Regions from separate parts of the Mus musculus genome. Here regions 1 and 3 are each linked to region 2. A link is a contact called in public HiChIP or PLAC-seq and Micro-C data. All regions are on one chromosome and are shown on one strand. Each heading gives the region's core, a stretch centred on a gene start, on an enhancer-like site or on the middle of the called end of the contact. The rest is flanking DNA. Distances are from core to core; before and after follow the strand shown. Region 1 has its middle 12 kb from the start of Gm32141. Region 2 holds the start of Lrrc10 (leucine rich repeat containing 10). Region 3 overlaps Cpsf6 (cleavage and polyadenylation specific factor 6).

The links. A called contact is a pair of places that touch in the nucleus more often than the background predicts. HiChIP or PLAC-seq counts read pairs in DNA pulled down with a chosen protein or histone mark.
Region 1: an H3K27ac HiChIP or PLAC-seq map of microglia shows a contact between it and region 2, with 4 times the contacts expected there. The contact joins the enhancer-like site here to the promoter of Lrrc10 in region 2. A contact is called at or near these places in 2 of 484 Hi-C or Micro-C datasets (B cells and cortical neurons), 1 of 115 datasets of contacts at active chromatin or transcription factors (microglia) and 2 of 9 other capture datasets (embryonic stem cells and liver).
Region 3: a contact with region 2 is called in a Micro-C map of embryonic stem cells, with 3 times the contacts expected there. The contact joins the enhancer-like site here to the promoter of Lrrc10 in region 2. A contact is called at or near these places in 5 of 39 promoter capture datasets (the C10 cell line, embryonic stem cells, liver and 1 more), 29 of 484 Hi-C or Micro-C datasets (the G1E-ER4 cell line, LSK cells, Th1 cells and 15 more), 3 of 115 datasets of contacts at active chromatin or transcription factors (embryonic stem cells and epiblast stem cells) and 2 of 9 other capture datasets (adipose tissue and embryonic stem cells).

The regions. Positions count from the first base shown.
Region 1 is chr10:117,433,682-117,437,089 of GRCm38.p6, reverse strand. No RefSeq gene overlaps it. Among named protein-coding and RNA genes, the nearest start is that of Gm32141, 12 kb to the left of the region's middle. Within about 2 kb of position 1,524, at least 152 of the 459 cell types and tissues checked have an H3K27ac peak or open chromatin away from gene starts, as enhancers often do. A contact at or near this core is called in B cells, cortical neurons, liver and 1 more, where this site is marked.
Region 2 is chr10:117,043,795-117,046,980 of GRCm38.p6, reverse strand. It overlaps Lrrc10 (leucine rich repeat containing 10), which reads right to left and starts at 1,640. Exons shown (of 1, transcript NM_146242.2): 1 at 213-1,640. The coding sequence starts at 1,558. The coding sequence ends at 734. Gm10747 (a long non-coding RNA gene) reads right to left here. Exons shown (of 3, transcript XR_872056.2): 2 at 3,186; 3 at 2,296-2,843.
Region 3 is chr10:117,341,561-117,344,987 of GRCm38.p6, reverse strand. Cpsf6 (cleavage and polyadenylation specific factor 6) reads left to right here. Exons shown (of 10, transcript NM_001013391.2): 10 at 1-320. Among named protein-coding and RNA genes, the nearest start is that of Cpsf6, 34 kb to the left of the region's middle. Within about 2 kb of position 1,912, at least 24 of the 459 cell types and tissues checked have an H3K27ac peak or open chromatin away from gene starts, as enhancers often do. A contact at or near this core is called in embryonic stem cells, epiblast stem cells, liver and 1 more, where this site is marked.

The sequences.
Region 1 (3,408 bases), core at 275-2,774, 390 kb before region 2:
CACCAGGCTTAGAGATGGCTGCCCACGGGGCTGGATGGAAATGTAAAGGCCAAGTGGAAATTACAAACCCAACCGTGAGAGGCAGCCAGAGGGGGCTGGGAGTGGGGACGAGGGCGCTATTTTAGGTCTAATGAGAGGAGAATTTGAAGCAGAAAGGGCAGGACACATTTGGACAGTAGGTGGCGCAATATCGTCCTCGTGTTGCTAAGAATTAGACCTGGAGGTGATGAGAGGAGTCAGGTAATCCAGGAGCAAACTCAATAGACAATTGCCGTGGAATGCATACATTTACACACACACACACACACACACACACACACACACACACACACACACACACACACACAGAGAGATATGCTTAGAAACCTGTGGATAGAAGTAACAACCCTACTGTAAAACTTGAATGCATTAATGCTCTCAGTGTAATTGTCCCCTATCCCTCCACGATGTTCCCCGGAAGTGCTCTGTCTACTCAACAATGGACCAAAGTGCTGACTGAGTGCATCACATCCCAGACACTTGCTGTTGACACAGGAGAGTCCTGTGCTCCAGGTCCTCTCTGAAGGGTGTGCCCTTTAACGGAGAGAGGACCTCATTCTTGGTGCAGCCACCATGCCATGGAAAACAGATGCCCATAGCCGGGGAAACCTGGCTGGCTTGAGGACCGCCCTGGCTTTGTTCTGGAATGGGTGGAGGTTTGCTTCAGCAAGAGTTTGGGTTCTTCTACTTGAGATGCTGGCGATACGGAAGAATCCAGAGAGGACAGAGGGAGTTTGGGAGAACAAGGCTTGCCCTTCTGGGACAGATGGCCAAAGGCCAGCCACAGCAAGGAGATTTGATCCAGTGTTAGACCTGCCGCTCAAAGGCTAAACAGAGCGTGGGACCCCTAACGGCAGAACCTGGACTAAATGGTAGGTAACCAGGCATCTTGTGAAAACGCAGAGTGGGTGAGCCAGGTAGTTCAATTTTAAACTGAAGCAAGGAGCTCAAGAACTAGACGTGTCCTCAGAGAGAAGCGAGTGTTTAGCAGTTCCTGGAGTATCTAAAGGAGGCCGATGCAGAGCAGAACAACGTGGATTATTCAAGAGATCTAGAAAAGGAAGGTGTCAGCATAGTGCCGCGTGTGTGCGTGCAGCAGCATCACCAGAGAGCTGGGCCGGCGCCACATTCTGGGCTCTTGTAACTGTATTAGCCTTGTGCACTATGCACAGAGCAGACGGAAAACTGCCCCGAGGACTTGAAATTAATCTGTGTGGAATAAACATATTACACTGGATGCTCACAGGTACACGGTCAGTTCAGATAGGTAAGGCAGGCAGTACAGAGGCCAGCAAGATCAGAACTGGGGGAGGGCATCAACAAATCCAGAAAATATGAATCCAGTGTGGGGACGCGGACCTGCCCTTCCCCTTTGCTTGTATGTCACAAAAACTGCACGTTTCCTGATCACAGAGACACCCTCTTCCGACCTCAGCTTGCGGTGAGGACGTGGACTACCACACGGTGGCGCTGCCGTCTAATCGTTTGTCTCTTAGGTCATCCCGTTTGTCGTGATGGCCACCACGTGTGCGTTGACCGCCTCTTCTTCTTGTTAGCTTACAGGCTAAACGAGATCTGGGAGCCACCATGAAAGGGAGAATTCTCCCTGATGGAGTCGCAAGATTCCGGCCCTCGTCGCAGTGACATTTTTCTCTCATTGGTATGCGTGCTCTTCAGTCCCTCGGGACATTTCAATGATAGAGGTCAGCACAATCAACAAAGTCATATACTGTCACTGCTGAGGTCAGATTCCGGGCCACGGGAAGGCCTTCGGGTCATTTTTATTTACTCTGTCTCTTTGTTAGCGCAGAATTCTGAAGCTCTTACTGAGCTGACCCTGGTTGAGAGCATCGTGGCTTGACTTCCTCTTCTGCCCAGTCTTGCAGCTGATCCTGAGGGTACTCTTTAATAAGCACACTGAAAACAAGTCTGAAGCACCGCCATTATTTGAGAGAATGAAGTCAACACTCAAAGAGAAGCGGAAACCAGAGAGAGAGAGGCTGGGCACAGTCAACCGGAGAGCCAACTCTAATGCAGGCTTCCTGTGGTTTGACTTGTAACAACCAGATGGTTCACGTTTGAAAATATTCTGTCTCCAGGCTGGTTTGAGCCGGCTCTTTAAACAGATAAGAGGCGTCTGAACACACTGTATGGGCTATTCTTAAATATTAGTTTAAAGGATCCCTCGATTTAGACAGCTTGTTGAAATTCTTGTCTGATAGCACATACAAGCTACTTGAACATTCTGCATTTTGATTTCTTTTATTTTCTTTAAACTTTTTTATTATTAATTAACTTACTCATCTGTGTTGAGCCAGGGTCTCAAGTACCCCAGGCTGGCCTTGGACTTTCTATATAGCTGAGGATGGCCTGGATCTTCGGATCCTCCTGCGTGCTGGGATTACCGGCACGTGCGACCATACCTGCTTTCTGGAGAATAGGGAATTGAGCTGTGGACTTTGCACAAATTTAGCAAGCACTCTGCCAGCTCCCCCAACCCCAACCCCAACCCCTCACCCCAGCCTTGCTTGGTTTCTTCAGTGCTGAATTAACACTAGCAAGGACCTACTTCATGGCACTATTGGACGAATTAGATGAAGAAATACACGCAGGTTGCCTGGAACAGGGCTGGACACATTAGGAACCTCTTCAAGTTATTGGCTCCAGGTTCAGGTCACCCGTTACCTGGGACTTTCTAAGAAATACCTTTGCTGCTCTGAGGATTGGTAAAATCATGGCAAAAGATGACCAAGAACTCGTCTGGAGTTCCAGGAGGCGAATGCCTAAGGGAGCGAACTCAGTAGCAAGACCGAGGGACTCTGGCACAGGGGGGAGCCTAGGTCTCCTCAAGCTGTCCTTGGGCGGTGCTGCCAGCACCATATGCAAACAAGGTTCTGTCTTCACCAAAGCTGACTCTCCCCACCCTCACCCCCAAGTAGTACATTTCTGCAACATTGGCTAAACAAAAAAGGGCAACGAGAATGCACCTGCCAACCGCTAGCCTGAGGTTTCCGTTGAGCAGCGTTTATGGGGCAGTATATTATAGAGCAGGATTTTTTAATAAGCTATTTTTAAATAATAAATGAATATAGATTGTATAAAATCCCGTTGATGAGGTTGCTGTGAGGACAGCAGTCCTCCAAACCCCCCACCCCCTTAGGTTCTACGCCAACAATCATGATGCCATAAACAATTCCATTACTCCTTATTTATGTACTGTATCCAGTCTTGGTGTTTGTGTTGTGTTGTGTTGTGTTGTGTTGTGTTGATTTTTGGCTTTGGTTTTGTGTTGAGACAGGGGCTTTCTATGTAGTCCTGGAAGTCACCATGTAGCCCAGGCTGGCCTTGAACTCACAGAGATCCATCTGC
Region 2 (3,186 bases), core at 391-2,890:
TCAGATGACAGTAAACTGAGCGGACTTTAGGTCAAACCTTACGAGGGAAAACGAGTGGAACCGGCTTGAACCACTGGGAAGTTGGAAGGCAGAGCTTCAGGGAAAGACTTCTTTGTGGCATTTACAGCAGGGGCTAAAGTGCGGGGGGGGGGGGGGGGGGGGGGGGGGGAGGGGCTCAGGCTGTGTGACCACAGCTTTGTTTTTTTTATTTTCCTTCGAATCAAGACTGATTGGGTAGAGTTGTCCCTTTCAGGAACCAAATTAGTAACAGCAGTACATTGGTACTATGCAGAAGTTCTCGGGAAGGAAAGAGGCATGAGAGCTAGAGAGAGCTAGAGACAGGCCACTGAGCAGCTGGTGGCGTTGTTTTCTTTATTTTAACAAATACAGTCTTTGAAGCACTCACCAGCCTTGTGACCAGCTACTCCTGCGTGGTGGAAGAGTGCTGTGGCTGGTCTTGTTCTTTGGTGTTTCAAAATAGCTCGTGTGAAGGAACTGCTTCTGGCACAGGAGTGACAGTCACCCTGGATTCCAGGCCAGCAACAGCACACACCTTCCCCCTAGGAAGAGGTGCTGGGGGCTGGAAATGTTTTCTTCGCCCTATTCCTTTACAGCATCTCACCTGGCTTTCTCTCCATCAGCCCTGGGATGAGCCAGGACCATCCCTTCCGCTCTAATGAGATGCCTTCGGAGCAGTGGGGTAACCTTTGAATTGGCCTTCAACCTCAGCTGTTCAAGAGCTGGAAGGAAGAAGGGGAGGAGGTGGCTCTTGATTCTCTTCCTTGGCCAGTGCGTACCGCCTAGCTTTTCTGGGGTCAGGCTCTGGTGTCTCCTCTGCCCATCTCCCAACACGGCGAACCCCTTTGCCCACCTTGGGGGCATTTCTGCAAGGATTGTGGTCATAGATGACCAGCTTCAGATTTGTCAAGTGGGCCAGGCTGGGGAAGTAGCGGATACTGTTCCGATCCACGTCGATCACCTCCAGAAAGGGCATGCGAAGCAGTACCGAGGGGAAGTCAGCTAGCTGATTGCCGGAGAGCCAGATGGTCCTGAGCTCGCGCAGGCGCCGGAGCTGGCCGGGTAGCAGACGTAGGGCGTTGGAACCGGCATGCAGGGTTTTAAGGAGACTCAGCTCACACACCACATCGGGCAGCCGGGTGAGGCAGTTGGATTCGAGCCACAGGGTCCGTAGGTTCTGGAGCAGGCTGAGCTCATCCGGGAGGTCACAGAGTTTGTTATTGCCCAGGTAGAGGATGCAGAGCTGTTTCAAGGTACACACCACCCGGGGGAGAGCTTTGAAGTTGTTGAAATCCAAGGCCAGGATCTGCAGGTTCTGCAGCTGTGCCAGGTCGGGAGGCAGGCTGTGAAGGTGGTTGTCGCTGAGGTAGAGCTTCACCAGCTCCGTGAAGGAGCACACGTGCAGTGGGAAGCGACGCAGCTGGCTCCCGCTCAGATCCACCATCCTGTCCAGGGGCATCTCCCGGAGGTCTCCCACCACATAACTCTGGCAGCGGTCGGTGGGGATGAAAGCCACGAAGGCCCGGATGGTGTTTCCCATGTGAAACGGGCTGCAAGGCGAGCCCCTGCCCACCAACTCTGTCAGGGAGTGGGCTGGCTGTGCTCACTGCTCGGGAACCCTTCTACCCTCTCTTTATAACCCGGAATTCGGTGACAAAAGCCAGTCACTTTGACAGAATAAAGTGCTCCTGATAGCAGCTTGAGTGTCTGGTGACAGGCCGGACAGGCAGGGTCTGGGACGTCCTGTCCAACTCACATATTTGTCTTTAATCACTTAAGCCCTGATCTCTTATCTACTCTCTCCTGATCTCCCGCCCCCCCCCCCCAAATTGAAAAAATACTGTGACAAAGGTGGAGAAGTAAAAATGAAAAACACCTATATTTGTACTATGTAGGTAAAACTGTAAATATTTGAATGCATAGTCATCTCCTTTGTGTTACAACTCACCTAACCCGAACAAGGCCCTGCTTCAATCCTGAGTGGGGCACAAAACAACAACAACCCGCTGCTAAGTTTTCCAGGATGCATCCTTCAAAGTGTTGCCAAAGGCCTACATCCTTTACAGATTTTCTCCAGTTCCAACAAGCCTTAACCAATATGTAATCAGAAGCAATGGCTTCTGATTTGTACAGTCTTGCTTTGTGTCCAGCTAGCGTCTTGCCACACTGTAAAAGGGTACATTTGAGCTGGAAGTGGAGTTCAGTGGTAGGGTGCTCGTATGGCAGAATTGAAGCCCTGGGGTCCGTCTCCATTTCTGCCAAAACGAACACACACACACACAAATCCTCTCTTTGACAAAGGACAAGAAGGAAGGCTGACTAGCCTTCAAAAGCATAGATTAATTAGAATGTAATTATTAATTAATTCATTAGAATGTAATGCACCCGGGGGGGGGGCACTTTCCAGAGGTGGGAACACTTTCCAGACCCATTTAAATGGCCATTAAAGCTCTGTACTTCTCGTCCATAATCGCGTCCAGTTGAGAAAAGCAACGATGAGCCAGACCGTTCCAAGAACGAGGGCCTCCAAGGTCTGGCTGCTGGGGGCTGGAGAGATGGCTCAAAGGTGGAGAGCGCGTGCTGCCCTTTGAGAGGACCCAGGTTCCACGCCAGCCCTCATATCCACGCCATATCCACGCCAGCCAGCCCTTGTATCTGATAGCTTACAACTGTCTTTAACGGCAGCTTTGGATGTGAGGTGTGGGGTGATGATCCAACATTGTCTTCTGGCCTCTGTGGGATCTTGCATGTTGTGTCCGGCCAGCAGATCATAGCCTGGGTTCTAGCTTGGAAAGGCATTCTGGAAACCTGGAAGAGAAGAGGGGCTAGGCGGCGAGAGAAAATGATGCAGCTAAGACAGGCATTCTGATCAAAGCTCAATTTTACTGTTCCGACACTCAGTTATGAAGGAAGGGGGAGGGGGCCCGATTCCCGCCAAATAATCTCGGAGTTCAGTAGCAGGGTGACCACGTGTGTGACTCCAAACAGCAAAGCGGCACGTTCCACCAGTGGGCGTGGCAGAACGATTGAGCGGGAAGCTCCACCCCTGAGCAAGCACACACACACACACACACACACACACACACACACACACACACACACACACAAATAAAGGTAACTATTAATTTAAAAATCTGTCTACTGGAAATGGATGCAGAAGTGCTTACT
Region 3 (3,427 bases), core at 663-3,162, 300 kb before region 2:
CTTGAGATTTTAGCTATTGAATGTGGTGACTTCATAAGATTTCTGTGCAAAAGGTAAGGTGAGATTCCATTCAGTAGGCATTCTGTTGATGTCCATGAAAACTAGACTTCCATATTAGCTTCCTTCAAAAGGCTCATTCCCATTTTATTAAAATGTTTGTACTTGCAATTTTGTGTTTAATGTTTACTTTGTCTTTTCTTTCTTTAGCATTTAGGTGACTGTTCAGCAGTTTTCTATATGGCCATTGTTGGCCTAAAACTGCGCTAGTAACAAGCATGGTATTTATCTTGTATTGAAAATAAAAACAAAGTTTTGGTAATACTTTGCAGTTTGTTCTTTTTGTTTGACTTATAATTTTGGCTTAACTATTTCATTTAACCTTGAAAAATATCTATTGGGAAAATGCAATATTAATAGAGATTAGCCTTTCATTTCTGTTTTGTGTAAGACAACATTTCTGAGAGTGGTTATTTTCTCGTGGCATATTTTAAAAGTTTGAATTAAATCCATTTGTGTGCGTGTACGCATGTGTGTGCCAGCCGTGGTCCAAGTGTGGAGATGGGAGGACAACGTGACGGGTTAGGTGGCATTACCTTCACTTGCTGAGACATCTGGGTAGAATTATAATCACCTCATCCTGAGATTATGAACCTCACTAGTCCTTTAGAATTAAAAACGTATTTGGATCATAGCTATAGTTACCAGTTAACCTGGGAACATTATAGGACATACTTTTAAATATCAGATTAGTTCTTCAAATATTTGATCCATTGGGGCTGGAGATATAACTCAGTTGTGTGGAGTATTTGCATACAATGCTGGAAGTCTGGGTTTGATACACAGCACCGTAATAGACCTGCTGCAGTAGGGCACATCCTAGCACTGGGATCAGGAGTTCAGATTTATCCCCATCTGATGAGATTCAGGCCATTTTGGGGTATATTAGAGTACTAAAAAAAGAAAGAAATACGGATATATAATAGTTGAAGTTGTAAACAATTTCTACTAATTTCTCAGTAACAGTGCTAAGTAATTTAGGTTAAAATAATGCATGTTACCTCCAGTGTTTGTGTAGCATTGTTAGGTTTGTTGTTACTGTTTATGCAGTTTTAAAAATAAATTATTTATTTACTTTATGCATATGAGTACACTGTAGCTGCCTGCCTTCTGGCATACCAGAAGAGGACATTGGATCCCTTTAAAGGTGGTTGTGAGCAACCATGTGGTTGCTGGGAATAGATTGAACTCCAGACCTCAGGAAATGCAGTCAGTGCTCTTAACCGTTGAGCCATCTCTTCAGCTATCTTTATGCATTTTAAAGTTGCATTCATTGGAATAATTTGAGGCTCTGTATCTATAGCCTTCATGGAACTGTGTAAAGTTAGTGGGAATATCTTAAAAGAATACATCAGACTAAAAAGGGAATCTGCCACAGCCAGGATTGCCTCAGACTTAGGCTATAGCTGAGGATGGCATTGAATTTGGGATCCTTCTACCGTGTTTAAGTGCTTCATAACAGTCATGGTGCCGTTGTCATTTTCTGCAGTGCTAGGGACTGAAACCAAGGCCTCCTGCATGATAGTCAAGCACTCTACCAAGTGGATTACAGCTCCAACCCAGGCAAAGCCATTTCTGCTAAACAAGGGATTTAAGCCGATTTTCCTAGTCTTCCTGCTTGGGTTTCCTAACCATGATTACGAAATAGCTACTTTGTGGGCCTTTTCAACTTTATCGTTCATTAGCGGTGCTTAGGAATTTGTGTATGCACATTGATTCTGATCAGGTATGCAGGATGAAAGATAAATAGTTTCAAAAGTCCATAAAGTCAGTTGGCTGTGCTACTATGTGCCTGTAATTGTCAGCACTTGGAAGTGGAAGGAGTGAATCTAGTTGGAGGCTAGCCTAAGTAAGTTACCAGTTAGCCCTGTTTATGTGTCTGTGTTGTCATGCAGGTACTTGCCTGTCAGATCAGAGTACAGCATACAGGGTTACCTCTTGCTTCCCACTTTGAGATACAGCCCCTTGTTTCTGCTGTACTGGCGCACCCCAGCCTAGCAGGCTGTGATCAGTTGGGGAATCTATCTGGACTCCAAATCTCAGTATGAGTGCTGAGATTTAAAATGTGTGCCACTGTATTCTGTTTCTGACTTGGGCTTTAGTAATTATGTTGTCAGACTTTTTTAGCTAGTGCTGCGTTTACCCAGTTAGACCCTACACTTAGTGGGAGGAAAGACCCCACACTCAGTTATAGAGAGCTTTAGCTTTTTCCTGAACATCACACTGAAATCTGAAGAGTGGGGCCTGATAAAGGGGAAGCACCACCTTTTGGAGAAAGAAAAAAAAGCCTGTGATTCAGTGTGCTAGGTAGGAATTTAAAGAATGCTTGTTTGCCTGGAGCAGGTATTGAAGAACATGCATACACGGGCCACAATTCAGTTAGCATTTCAAAGCATCTTTACAGATTCAATTGGGAAAGATGAGGTAGGTAGGACAGTGAAGTTTACAACTTAGTCAGGAGATGGAATACAAGGAAGAGAGAAAAAGTAAATGAGGTGGCATACAGTGAAAAATGAGAAGCTTGTATGATGTTGTGTCTGACAGTGCCGATGGAGCCCATTAGATGACATTTAAAGGGTGCACTTGGTATTTTTGCTGTCCATTTTAATTTTGAAGTTGAGAACTGGGGTTAAGTAATCTTTAGTTACAGTTAAAATGGAGATCAAACTAAGTTTGTAAGAATTTGGACCAGTGGTGACAGCGGTGTGAGGACGCAAACAAGCTACTCACTGAGATCAGTTGTATGAAGTACTACTTTTTTGGGCAGAAACAGAAAAATTATTTTCAAAGGAGAATAAATACATAAAAGCTTATAGGTTTGTACTTAGGTGGTAGGAAGTTTATGATATTCGTATTTAGTGATCCACCTACTTTGAACTAGAAATTGAGAATATTTTGTGTAGGTGCGGTTTGTATTTAGGCGAAGTAATTATCAAAGCTTGGCAGGTATTGAGTTTTAGGCTCCATTTTACTTGTGGCAGTTCATTTACATGCATCTATTTCGGAGGGGGGGGAGGTAGATGAATAAAGCTGTGGACAAAGGCTGTCAACTTGACTTTGCAGTTTGCTGCTTATCAGCCTAGCCACAACATTATAGCTTACCCATTCACTCCCTGTGTGAGGGTGTGTGTTAAAGAATGGGGTCATTTTTCATCACACTTTACAGAGGAAGCTCTGATGGGCAGAATGGAAGTTAGAAAATGCTCCGGGCCAGGCGTGGTGGCGCACGCCTTTAATCCCAGCACTCAGGAGGCAGAGGCAGGCGGATTTCTGAGTTCAAGGCCAGCCTGGTCTACAGAGTGAGTTCCAGGAGCAGCCAGGACTACACAGAGAAACCCTGTCTTGAAAAACCAAAAAAAAAAAAAAAAAA